Linked DNA regions of Triticum aestivum: region 1 is linked to region 2. Evidence: chromatin contacts called from public Hi-C data. All regions are on one chromosome and are shown on one strand. The core of a region is the stretch at or near the end of the contact, and the rest is flanking DNA. Distances in the headings are between cores, read along the strand shown. Region 1 has its middle 17 kb from the start of LOC123188792. Region 2 holds the start of LOC123185308.

Region 1 (5,289 bases), core at 838-3,337, 140 kb after region 2:
ACCAATTTATTATTGCCTCTAGGGCATATTTCCAACATTGGGTGGGGCCCAAACTTTCCACAGGGTGTGGGGGGTTTTGATGTCGCTTACGAGGGGCGGGGAGGGGAAGAGGAAGGGGTGTCACAACGGCGAAGGCAGAGGAGCCTTTTCCGCCCCGACGCGCATCTGGCATGTCCCCAACTCATCCTCCCACACAGGCTCTTAAAGGTGTGCAGCGGGAGCCGCGGGAGACCCGGAGGGGCGGCAGAGCAAGGACGTCACATCGCCATGCGGGCAATCCCCCGCATTGAACATGAATGCGGGCATCAGTGGCAGCTCGAGCCACCACGATGGATGCAACGCGCACACTCTCGCCTTGAAGTGCCGACGGTTTCTCCATGGCCTCACCCGCCTTCAAGGCCTCCTGGAACCGTTCTCCGGAGGACAGAGAGGGTGACGCAACGTCAGATCCGCACGGCGATCCGGCCGGATCCGAAGCTGCCAACATGGACAACCACTGGGGTAAAGTCGCAGGAAGACAGGCCGGCGACGACGGCTGAAAGTAAGGCAAGGAAAGGATGGATATGGTGGCCGGTGAGGCTAGAAAGGCCCTCACCCGGAGGGGTTGATGGTGGGACGGGCTCGGGGGTGGGTCACTCATGCTTGCACCATGCCGGTATGAAATACAATTTTTTTTACCGTTGAGTTCTTAGACAAAAGGATCTAGATTAGAATGGAATTCAACTCGGAGTTGTTTTCTTCTTCTTGAGAAACACAATACAAATGCAAATGCTCCCAAACATGCACGCATATCTTACTCTATAATAGAACACACACTCACACACACCCTATCGTCATGAGCACATCCGAGACTCTGGCCCGGCAAATCATGAGATTGACGAAGTCATCACATGTGTATTATAGTGGATGGAAACATCGTCCCCCACTAAACAAACATCATCGAAGAGTCCGGGATTAATCTAGGAAAATATAGCACACGTTCACAAGGAATCTAACCATGTGAGTTACACTATTCACACACAAAAAGAACATCTGAGTTATGCCCACTCGGGGTCTCTTTGATTGATAAGATTACAAAATTTGGGAATAGAAAAAACACATAATTGTAAACCATGTATGAATCCTACAGAATTGTGTTGCGCATAAGTGGTTGGGCCATACAAGAAACAAATGGTTGTTTCCAAAGAGATTTGACTAGATGCTGTTTTTAAATGAGATCCTGAAAGAATACCCAATTGATTCAATCCTCCAGGTCAAACAATCAACATAAAAAAAAGTTCCAAGGATTCAATCCTCCAGTCCTCTATCATAATTTTCTAAGAAAGTTCTTTGAATCAAAGTATCCCTCAAATTTTCTCTTTGTGCCAAGGATTGAGAATTTGAGACTGTATATTATCTCTGTATTCAGATTGGATATACAAGATTTCCGATTTACACAATTTGGGTGCTGGGCCAAGTAACTTTTAAAATAGAGAAAGATTGAAAATTACAGAGATTCCATTCTATTCCCCGGGGACTGTGGGAAATGGTGGTCGCATCACAAAGATGCAGTGCAAGGACCGAATCTTGTATTACACGCGAGTACCATATTTTACTTCCATAGGTCGAGGTAGACCACACTTCCGCGCAAATTAGCTTTATGACATATTTCTTTTCCTTTTTTGATTTGATTCCTCCCTCTCGTTATCATTTTTATGTAGATCCAGAGGATCTTTGCGAAGAAGAACCTTCGGAATACATATATTCCAGTGGAGATTCAGATGGTGACCTCACGAAATAATAAGTGCTGTCCTGTCGATTCATTTGGGAGCTGGACTTTCTGTGCGCCAATGATAATACGAGGGATCGCCAACAGAGATGCACCATACAACTAGGGCCCTATGTGCTGTTCAATCAATCAACTGTGTGAGTGCGACGATTGAAAAGAAAAAATAATTATCGAAAATTGTGAGGATTGGCGAAGCTATCTTTTTTTTCTTTTTTCTCTTTCTTTTTTGAGAAGATTGGCGAAGCTATAGCTATCGAAAATTGTGAGGATTGGAGTATGAGTGAGGGGCAGCAACTTGTTCGTGTGCGTGCGTAGGGTGGGCCACGGGAAGCAGACAGAGCAAAGCAAAGATTCCATTAGGTCGGGCCCATGATGGAGCAGGCGCCAAGGCTGAGGTGGGCCTAACCTTCCCAACACTTACGAATGGTTGATGGCTGCTTGTTGCTTTCTCTTCCCAAGAAACAAAACTGAATTGTTTTTGCTTGGTTTGAGCTGAGGCTCTGCTTGGATGCTCTCTTCTCTTGACGCTGCATTTTTCCTGCCTGCCCAGCTCTCAACTTGTGGTGCTTCTCCTTCTTCATCATCGGTGTCGGTGTCGATGTCGCTTTGGGATGTCACTGTCCCCAAAAAGGAGGTCGAAACTAATTGAGTTCACGGCTTCATAGCAACCACAGCCAGCCATCATCTGGAGGAGCTTCTTTTACCTCTCTTTTTCTTCTACTCTGAGGATTGCGGGAGACAATAATGCAGGTGCAGCCGTGCAGATGCGTGTCTAGCTAATGTATAGTCGCATATGGTGAGCATCTCCATTATTCAGTCCACGATTACGCGTAATCATTCAATCCGCATGTGATGCATGCATGTTGATGTGGTTTAGAGGCCAACCTGAGGCTGGAGAGCTGTCAGATTTAGCAGCATATATGTTCATCTTTGTCCACTACATGGATATACATTCTTCCCGGGAGAAAATTTGGAACTAGCAAAACCATGGTTTTTTTACATGTCACATGGGACCTCCCATCGACTATGAATGCATCAATGGCAATTTTGTCAATCTTAAAATGATGTGCCGGTTGAGTCTCTCGAAAGTGTTTATAGGGATAAAATGTGTATGCATACATTCGTAGAAGTAAGTGAGTATGTATATATGAGAGTCTACATCTGTACTGCGTCAAGAAAAACCCAAAGACCTCCTATTGGACATGCTACGATTTTCTTTTCAGGCTAGCTCTCCAATATCTGGGCTGGCCTCTACTGATCAAGGCACTTTCCTGAGGCCTGCTTCACGCACTTTACTAATTTGGCCCACAAATCAACTGTTGAACATCCTTGTTTGGAGATCGATAACGATCATCGTCACTTGACGTGCTCTCAGTCATTCGCCACGTGTCGCGCTTTGGGTGTTTCTTTCGGATTTTCTTTTATTTTTTCGCACGCGTTTTCGGCTATTTAAGCGGGTTTTTTCGGGTTTTTCAACTTTTTGGTTTTCCACTAGTGTTTCTTAACTTTTCGATCAAAAAAATTTTGAATTTTTTTGCGCGAAAACACGTTTTCTGTTGTTTTTTTCTTTCGCGAGAGTCACGGTTTTGCTTCCGCGAGAGGCATGATTGTGTTTTCGCGAGAGTCACGGCCGTGCATCTCGAAAACGAAAACAAAACGTGTTTTTTGCTTTTTTTTCCTTTCACGAGAGTTACGGTTTTGCTTCCGCGAGAGGCACGGTTGTGCTTTAACGAGAGTCACGACCGTGCCTCTCGGAAACGAAAAAAATGTATTTTCAGGTTTTTTCCTTTCGCGAGAGTCACGGTTTTGATTCCCCGAGAGGCAAGGTTGTGCTTTCGCGAGTCACGGCCGTGCCTCTCGGAAACGGAAAAAAACGCGTTTTCTATTTTTTTTCCTTTCGTAAGAGTCACGGTTTTGCTTCCGCGAGAGGCACGGTTGTGCTTTCGCGAGACTCACGGCCGCGCCTTTCGAAAACGAAAAAAAACGCGTTTTTTGGGTTTTTTTTCTTTCGCGAGAGTCACGGTTTTGCTTCCGCGAGAGGCACGGTTGTGCTTTCGCGAGAGTCACGGCCGTGCCTATCAAAAATGAAAAAAAACGCGTTTTCTTTTTTTCCTTTCGCGAGAGTCACGATTTTGCTTCCGCGAGAGGCACAGTTGTGCTTTCGCGAGAGTCATGGTTGTGCCTCTGGAAACGAAAAAAATGTGTTTTTTGTTTTTTTCCTTTCGGAAGAGTCACGGTTTTTCTTCCGCAAGAGGCACGGGTGTGCTTTTGTGAGAGTCACGGCCGTGCCTCTCGCAAACGAAAAAAAAACACGTTTTCTGTTTTTTTTTTCTTTTTGCGAGAGCCACGGTTTTGCTTCGGCGAGAGGAACGGTTGTGGTTTCGTGAGTCACGGCCATGCCTCTCAAAAACAGAAAAAAAAATGTGTTTTCTGTTTTTTTTTCTTTCATGAGAGTCACGGTTTTGCTTCTCCGAAAGGCACAGGTGTGCTTTCGCGAAAGTCACGGCCGTGCCTCATCGAAAACGAAAAAAAAACACGTTTTCTTTTTTTCGTTTCGCGAGAGTCACGCTTTTGCTTCCGTGAGAGTCACGCTTTTGCTTCCGCGAAAAGCACGGTTGTGATTTCGTGAGAGGCACGGGCGTGCCTTTTTCGAAAAGGGTAAAAACCCGTGCTCTCGGTTCGGTTTTTTCATCCGTTTTTTTATGGAAAAAAAAGTTCGTCAAAACCTATCAACATGGAATCTAATTTTGAAGATCTCGATACGAGGAATCCAACAGTGAAAGCGATTCGAGATTTGGACGCACAGTTTGAGAAATAAAACGTTTTGAATAAATTGATCTACGAAAAAGGGAAAACTCCCAGGTTGAGACAAGTGGCGGCATGTGCGCCACTTGTCGCAACTGGGGGAGTTGAAGTGATCTTTGCAACAAGTACTCCTCGAGTAGTGATTTCGTCGACCCTACAGGCTGAATAGGGAGGAAACGCGGGGAGTTTCTATGCGCCGCTCGTTGCGGCAAAGTGCCGAGCAGACGCACAAGCACAACTCCAGCTGGGCCGACCCATTAGCGTAACACAGTGAAAAATCCCCCAAAAGTGTCCTCGAGGGAGGGATCAAACCAGGGACCTCTCGTTGCTCATGCGCGAGCGTAGCCAACGAGATAGATGAGCTTCTTGGTTTATAATGCCACGCTAAGCTAAAGGTAATATAGATTCGACCATATTATCAAATTCTGAACGTGAACATTATTTTGGAAATATGTTTTTTTAAGCGAGCACTTTTCAACTTTGAGAAGAGGAAAAAAGCTTGAACATTTCTTGAATATCCTAACAAATTTTTGATAAACTGAACACTTTTTTGAATATCATGAACATTATTGAATTTGTGAACACATTTTTCTTAAAGGCGGCATTTTTTTAAACTTTGAACAATAATTTGGAAATGCGTATAGTTTTGGAATCCGTCAACAATTTTTGAAACAAGAACATTTTTTAAAACTCAGAACAAAATTTGAAAATGAAAA
Region 2 (5,687 bases), core at 96-2,595:
ATCTCTAGCGCGTGTATACAGTGAGAAATACTCCCAACTCCCAAGGATGTAATCCAACTGACCATGCATACGCCAACACGATCACTTTGAGCTAATAATAATCAAATTGGAATTTTTTTTCCGGAGAAGTTGGTGACAAACTGACGATATCGGCAGGTAGCTAGCTAGCTAGGGATAGCACACAACCCAATACAATCGAAACAGACCCAAAACTCTACCTGCAGCAGCTACATACAGTACGTACTCCACAGTGCAGGAGATTAATTAATAATTAACCAATCATCTATTTTTTTTCTTCTTCATACTTTCCCACACCTCCTATCCTAATTCATAAGTACTGATTAAGAACAGTACATGCATCTTATAACGAATGATCCAACAGGAAAGGGAAGTGCCCTCCGAGCTTATGATGGAGTAGCTAGCTGAGCTGACAAGAGAGGAGACGATGATGATGAGGTGCATGGTATTGCTTGCTTAGCCGAAGAATCCGGTGTTGCTCCAGACGGCGTCGCGCACCCGGCTGAGGTCGCGCCCTTTCAGCGTCCTCCCCACGCCCTCGAACACCGACGGCGCAGCCGTGCCGCGCCCGCTGCTCCGTGCCTGGGCCTGCAGGTACTCGTGCGGCGCCATCCACTCCCCCTCCTCCTCACGGCAGCTCACGCCGTAGCCGTGCTGTTCGCCGCCAGACCCAGCCGGGAACCTGGCCGCCGGCCACTCGGGCACCCTGACAGGCGCCGAGCTCGCCACGTGATGATTGTGGCGCCCGGCCGGCGTGGACGCCGTTGCCTCGAACGCCAGCGACAGCCCCCCTGCGGTCCACCGCCCGCGACGGTCCTGCTCAGGTTGCCTGGCGCTGCCGGTGGAGCGGTTGGAGTCGGGCGCAGGCGCCGCGAGCACCGACCAGACGTCCTCCTCGTCGAGGTCGGCGAGGTGATCGGCGGCGCCGGCGACGTGGTGACCGCTGGCCTGGACGGGGTAGAGCAGCCGCTCTGATCCGTACCTGCAGCTGCGGCCCTTCCCCATGGATCGATATCACTGGCTGGCTAGCTAGCTAGCTTCGGGAAACTGGAATCAACTAGCTCCCTCCCTCCCTCCCTCCGTATATATGAAAGGATGGATGGCAAGCAAAGCAAAGAAAAGAAACGAAACGAAGAATCTTTGCTACTGGCTAGCTAGAGATGAAACGAGTGATTGAAGCTTTTTAATCAACTCACACAAAGCCTACTATATATACTGTCTGCCGTGTACACAAAACCAACTTTCCCCCCCAAAAAAAGTTTAAGGAAAAAATGAGAGCAAGGCTACGAGTAGGCCCTGTGGATGGGAAGAACTCCACTCAATGGAGTGGAATGGAATCCATGGGCGGGCAGCCGCTATATATATACAGCCGAGCGGGGCGCAACTTGCTGTGTAGGATCTCCGTGTGCGCGAGGCAGTTTGGGCGGCCGTGACGTCGGCACAGCAGCGAGGTGAGATGGAGACGAGCTGCCCACGTGACTGCCAGCATGGTGTGGGCCCGCAGGCGTAACCTGTTGTGACCTCACACGTGTCCGTTTGTCCACCTGGGCCCACGGAGTTGCCAGCTACATGGTGCCACGTACGACTCAGGGTGGACCCCCGCGCGCATGTCACCAGGCAATGCGCGCATTGCATTCTCGTCCTTTTCCACCCGGGACCGAGAGGACGCATGCTGCATGCATGCATGCATGTAGTATTCTACTCACAGGTTCATACAGTACATACAACATGTCAAAATACAAATAAAAAAAAGTTCATACATACAAATATACAAAAAATATACAAAAAAGGGGGTTCATTCATACAAGTAGTAGTACAATTTGAGTCGGGGTTAATTTTAAAAATTATTGTGGGCTAATGATGTGGTGACATCCTTATGTAATCATGAACAGACGCACTTGGAAAAGACGACGAGTGTAAGGGTTTAAAACAGGGGCACGCACACAACACATTGGACGGTTCACAGGGTGCAAGGACCACCGGTCGTCATGAGTGAGCCCCTTTTGTCTTAATTTGAGTGCATAGTTAGCTAGCAGTACACATCTACTACGTGTTTCTTTTGGCCGCTTATCTCTCTCGACAATCTTCCATCATCAACGTACTTACTAAGTGACAAACGACATTTCATGTGAACTGAGTATACACATGCAAGCCAGCTAGCTAGCTCTTCACTGCAAACACACGAATTGCAAATGGCTAGAGACTAACATTGGATTTTTGACATGCATGGTGTGTCTGATTTTAAACTTCAAATTAGAGCAGGAGTTGGAATGTCAAAAACTATCTTGTACTCCCTCCATATAAAAGCGTTCATGATGCTCTTATATTTCTTTACGGAGGGAGTATGTATATAAAACCTAATAATTATGAGGGCCCCAATGAAAAAACAATTTGCACCAGCCCATGAACATCTAACACGCATACATTAAGTGCAAATGTACCAATGCTACGGCCTACAACCCGGATGATCTCTCAAACTAACGCTCGCTTATCTTCCTCCACAAAACGTGCTTGGCCCTGTCGCCCCGTCTATTCGCATGAACCACCGCGGCCTCCAATCGCAAGTCATCTCCTACGCGGAAATTGATGATTCCGTCTATTCGTAAATTGATGATTCCATCTGCAGTTCCGATCTGCAAGTGACACTAAAGTCCATCTACCCACCTAATTGATCCAATGGAGCAAGAGATTTAGGGGTGTTTGGTTTCAGGAACTTTTTTGTGTTGGGACTAGAAAAAGTCCCTAGCAAACCAAACAGGATGAGATTTTTTTGGTGCTTTTTGCTAAAAGTACTTAGAAGCACCTCCTTGAGAGTCTTTTTCAAAAAGTCTTAGGGACTAGAAAAAGTCCTAGGACTAGAGAACCAAACACCACCTTAACAACCTAAATTCCTGCTCTTTTTTATCTTAGGATTTGATTAATTTTTTCGACAAAGGACATTTCATTATCTTAGGATTTGTTTAATGTGTTGATATTTTTTTATAATTGCTTATTTAGTTATGATGCACCGGCTAATACGATTCTTATTTATGTGAGTTTACAAAAAAAATATACACACATTAATTTGTATGAGCCATTTATTTTGAGCGGTATATTAAGATAATTCAAAACAGTGCCGGTCTCATTTGCACCTGGTGAGTAGTAAAAACACAAAAAAAATAGCAAAAAAAACCCTAATTGTTTTTGCCATGCAAGATGCTCAGGTGCGTGATGCCAGTGCATATTTTTGAGGTGTCTGGACATTCAAGGACCTCGTGCAAAAAAGAAAAAATCAGTTCCAAACAGTGCTTTTTCAAAATGTTTCTCAAACACACAGAATTTGTTTTTTCTTTTTTTACCACGATCTTCTCGAATGTCCAAACTTCATCAATTTTGCACGGACATCACGCACATAAGTATCTTGCACGCCAAAAAAAATACATCATTTTTTCAAATTTTTTTCCTGCTATTTTTGTCGATTTTACTGTTTATCAGCAAAAACATCTGAGCTCGGGAGGCAAAACGTCCGGTATATTAGTACTACTTCGTTCTTGGATGGATGCACCAGTGCTACTTGTACGTGTTGACAATGATGATCTTTCTTCCTGGCTTCACCCCTGCAAGACATGCATGGCCAAAGGCAAAGAAACAAAATATAATTGCCAATAAAACTTCGGCGAAATACATGGCAGGGGATTATAGACGAACGGAACAATGGAGACGTCTGGAACAGTAGTGTTGTGATCGACTGGGCGGAATGGCAGGTACAGGTGAAGTGTGTGTAGCTATCGGGACAAAAGCAAGCTTCAGCCCTATCCACCAACATGTCTGGCTAGCTGTGTGCTGTGTGGTCTCCTCCTATAATCAGTTGCCCATTCACATCAAGCACACTATTTGGAATTAGGCACAATCATGATCCGTCATTGTCTTGGAACACAGCCATATATATGTAGAAAAAATGTACTACTATATTTGAGCATTATTGGCCACTCCAGACCGAGTGCAAATACTCTCTATATAAACTAATATAAGATTCTCATAAAAAAGACTAATATAAAATCTTTTAGATCACTAACAAAGGGAGTATTTGCTATTTTGCAGCTACTCCTATACTTCATTATATGTAAACGTATACTCTTTCTATAATTTTTTTGAACACTATACTCTTTCCATAATACCAAACTGTTATAGGTTAATGGCCATGCAGTTTTACTAATTTAATTGTCCTTCTTTCTGAGAAAATTGGTAACCGCGCACCGGAACTCGCAGCTGGACGTTGGATCCTCTGACTTTACAATCTCTGTCATACCCTGCCTTTGAGTCACTGACAGGTGGGCCCCATACTCTGTGTGATCCATGTGTCAGTGACTCAAAGGTAGGCTAGGCCACGGCAGGGAATCCTCGTCCGAACTCGCAAGGGTTAGCAATCCACATATTCTCTGCAATGATCAAAGAAGCTTCCACAGGTCGCAATGATGAATCAATATTTTATTGGCGCATATAAAAGATTTGAAAAGTAAAATAGTCTTACACGATAATTATAAGTGAACAAGATTCCATAGGCTACATCACATCATGGAAAACACTGATATACTAGCAATTAAAGTTAATTTGTAGGTAATGTTGTTGTCTAGCAGTAGCTCATGACCGGACAACCAAACCTACACATACCACTGATTTATAACCGAAAAATGATTTCCCCTCGCTTTAGATTATAAAGCAATTTCCACCGAACACATGATAACTGCTGGGGCCAACAACTCATCAAGCCCAAAAGAAAAAAAAGACTAAATGCCAACAATGGCAGCTTGACAAAGCATAGATGATCCGCCACCGATGCGCCCTCTGGATTCGTCCTACCGCACACCAAGGCTTTGCTCCACCGCGTGCCAAGCAGCACCTCCAAGAAGGAATGCGACGTCGACGACGCTGCTGTCCGAACATATCCTTGGGTTTCCCCTGGTACGCGGAACGGAGTGGGGATGGGCAACACCGACGCCCTTCATGAAGGAAAGGTGGCACCCGCAGGCGCCACTGTGTTGGAGCAGGAAGAACCCGCAGGGATATCTCCCGCATCCCAACCACCACTACCTGCCGACTGGAGCCAACCATCCATCTTGACCCGCCAGCTTACGCCACCACAGCCTTGAGATCATCCATGCCGCCTCACTGAGAACGCCATCACGAGGCCTAGAGGGTGGAGAAAGGGACGTCAGGAGACAGGAGGGGCAGCACCGGAGCCGAGCCAGAGGGAACCACCTCCACCGCCATTGTGTAGGATGCCTGTGCCTTCCGCAATGTCGTGGTAGCCGGACGGACGCGGCAACAACGACACACCAGGCCACCCGGGCCCGGCTGAGCCCATCTTGGGCTCGCAAAGCCGCTGCCACCCCGCTGCAGCCAGTTGACAGCAGCGCCGCCAGCACCCAGCCGCCCTACACCCCACACCACCTCTAGGGATCACCGCCGCCGATGGAGAAGCCGCCGGCCCACCCCAGCCCAGAAGGGGCCCGAAACGGCCCAGATCTGCGCCAGACTAGCACCGCCACCCCGCACCGCCACGTCGATCCGCCGCCAATGACGGCGTCGCCGCGCAGTCGACCCCCCAACACGCGCGTCGGGTCGCCCCGCCGCCGCACCGGACCAGTGCCGCCTAGGAGCACCACCCAACACCACTCCGCCCCGCGCAG

The links. A called contact is a pair of places that touch in the nucleus more often than the background predicts.
Region 1: a contact with region 2 is called in a Hi-C map of leaf, with 5 times the contacts expected there. The contact joins the enhancer-like site here to the promoter of LOC123185308 in region 2. A contact is called at or near these places in 5 of 5 Hi-C or Micro-C datasets (leaf, root and an unstated tissue).

Annotation. Positions count from the first base shown.
Region 1 is chr2A:397,125,669-397,130,957 of IWGSC CS RefSeq v2.1, forward strand. No RefSeq gene overlaps it. Among protein-coding and RNA genes, the nearest start is that of LOC123188792, 17 kb to the right of the region's middle. Within about 2 kb of position 2,088, at least 4 of the 8 cell types and tissues checked have an H3K27ac peak or open chromatin away from gene starts, as enhancers often do. A contact at or near this core is called in leaf, where this site is marked.
Region 2 is chr2A:396,985,819-396,991,505 of IWGSC CS RefSeq v2.1, forward strand. LOC123185308 reads right to left here and starts at 1,346. Exons shown (of 1, transcript XM_044597222.1): 1 at 96-1,346. The coding sequence starts at 1,023. The coding sequence ends at 475.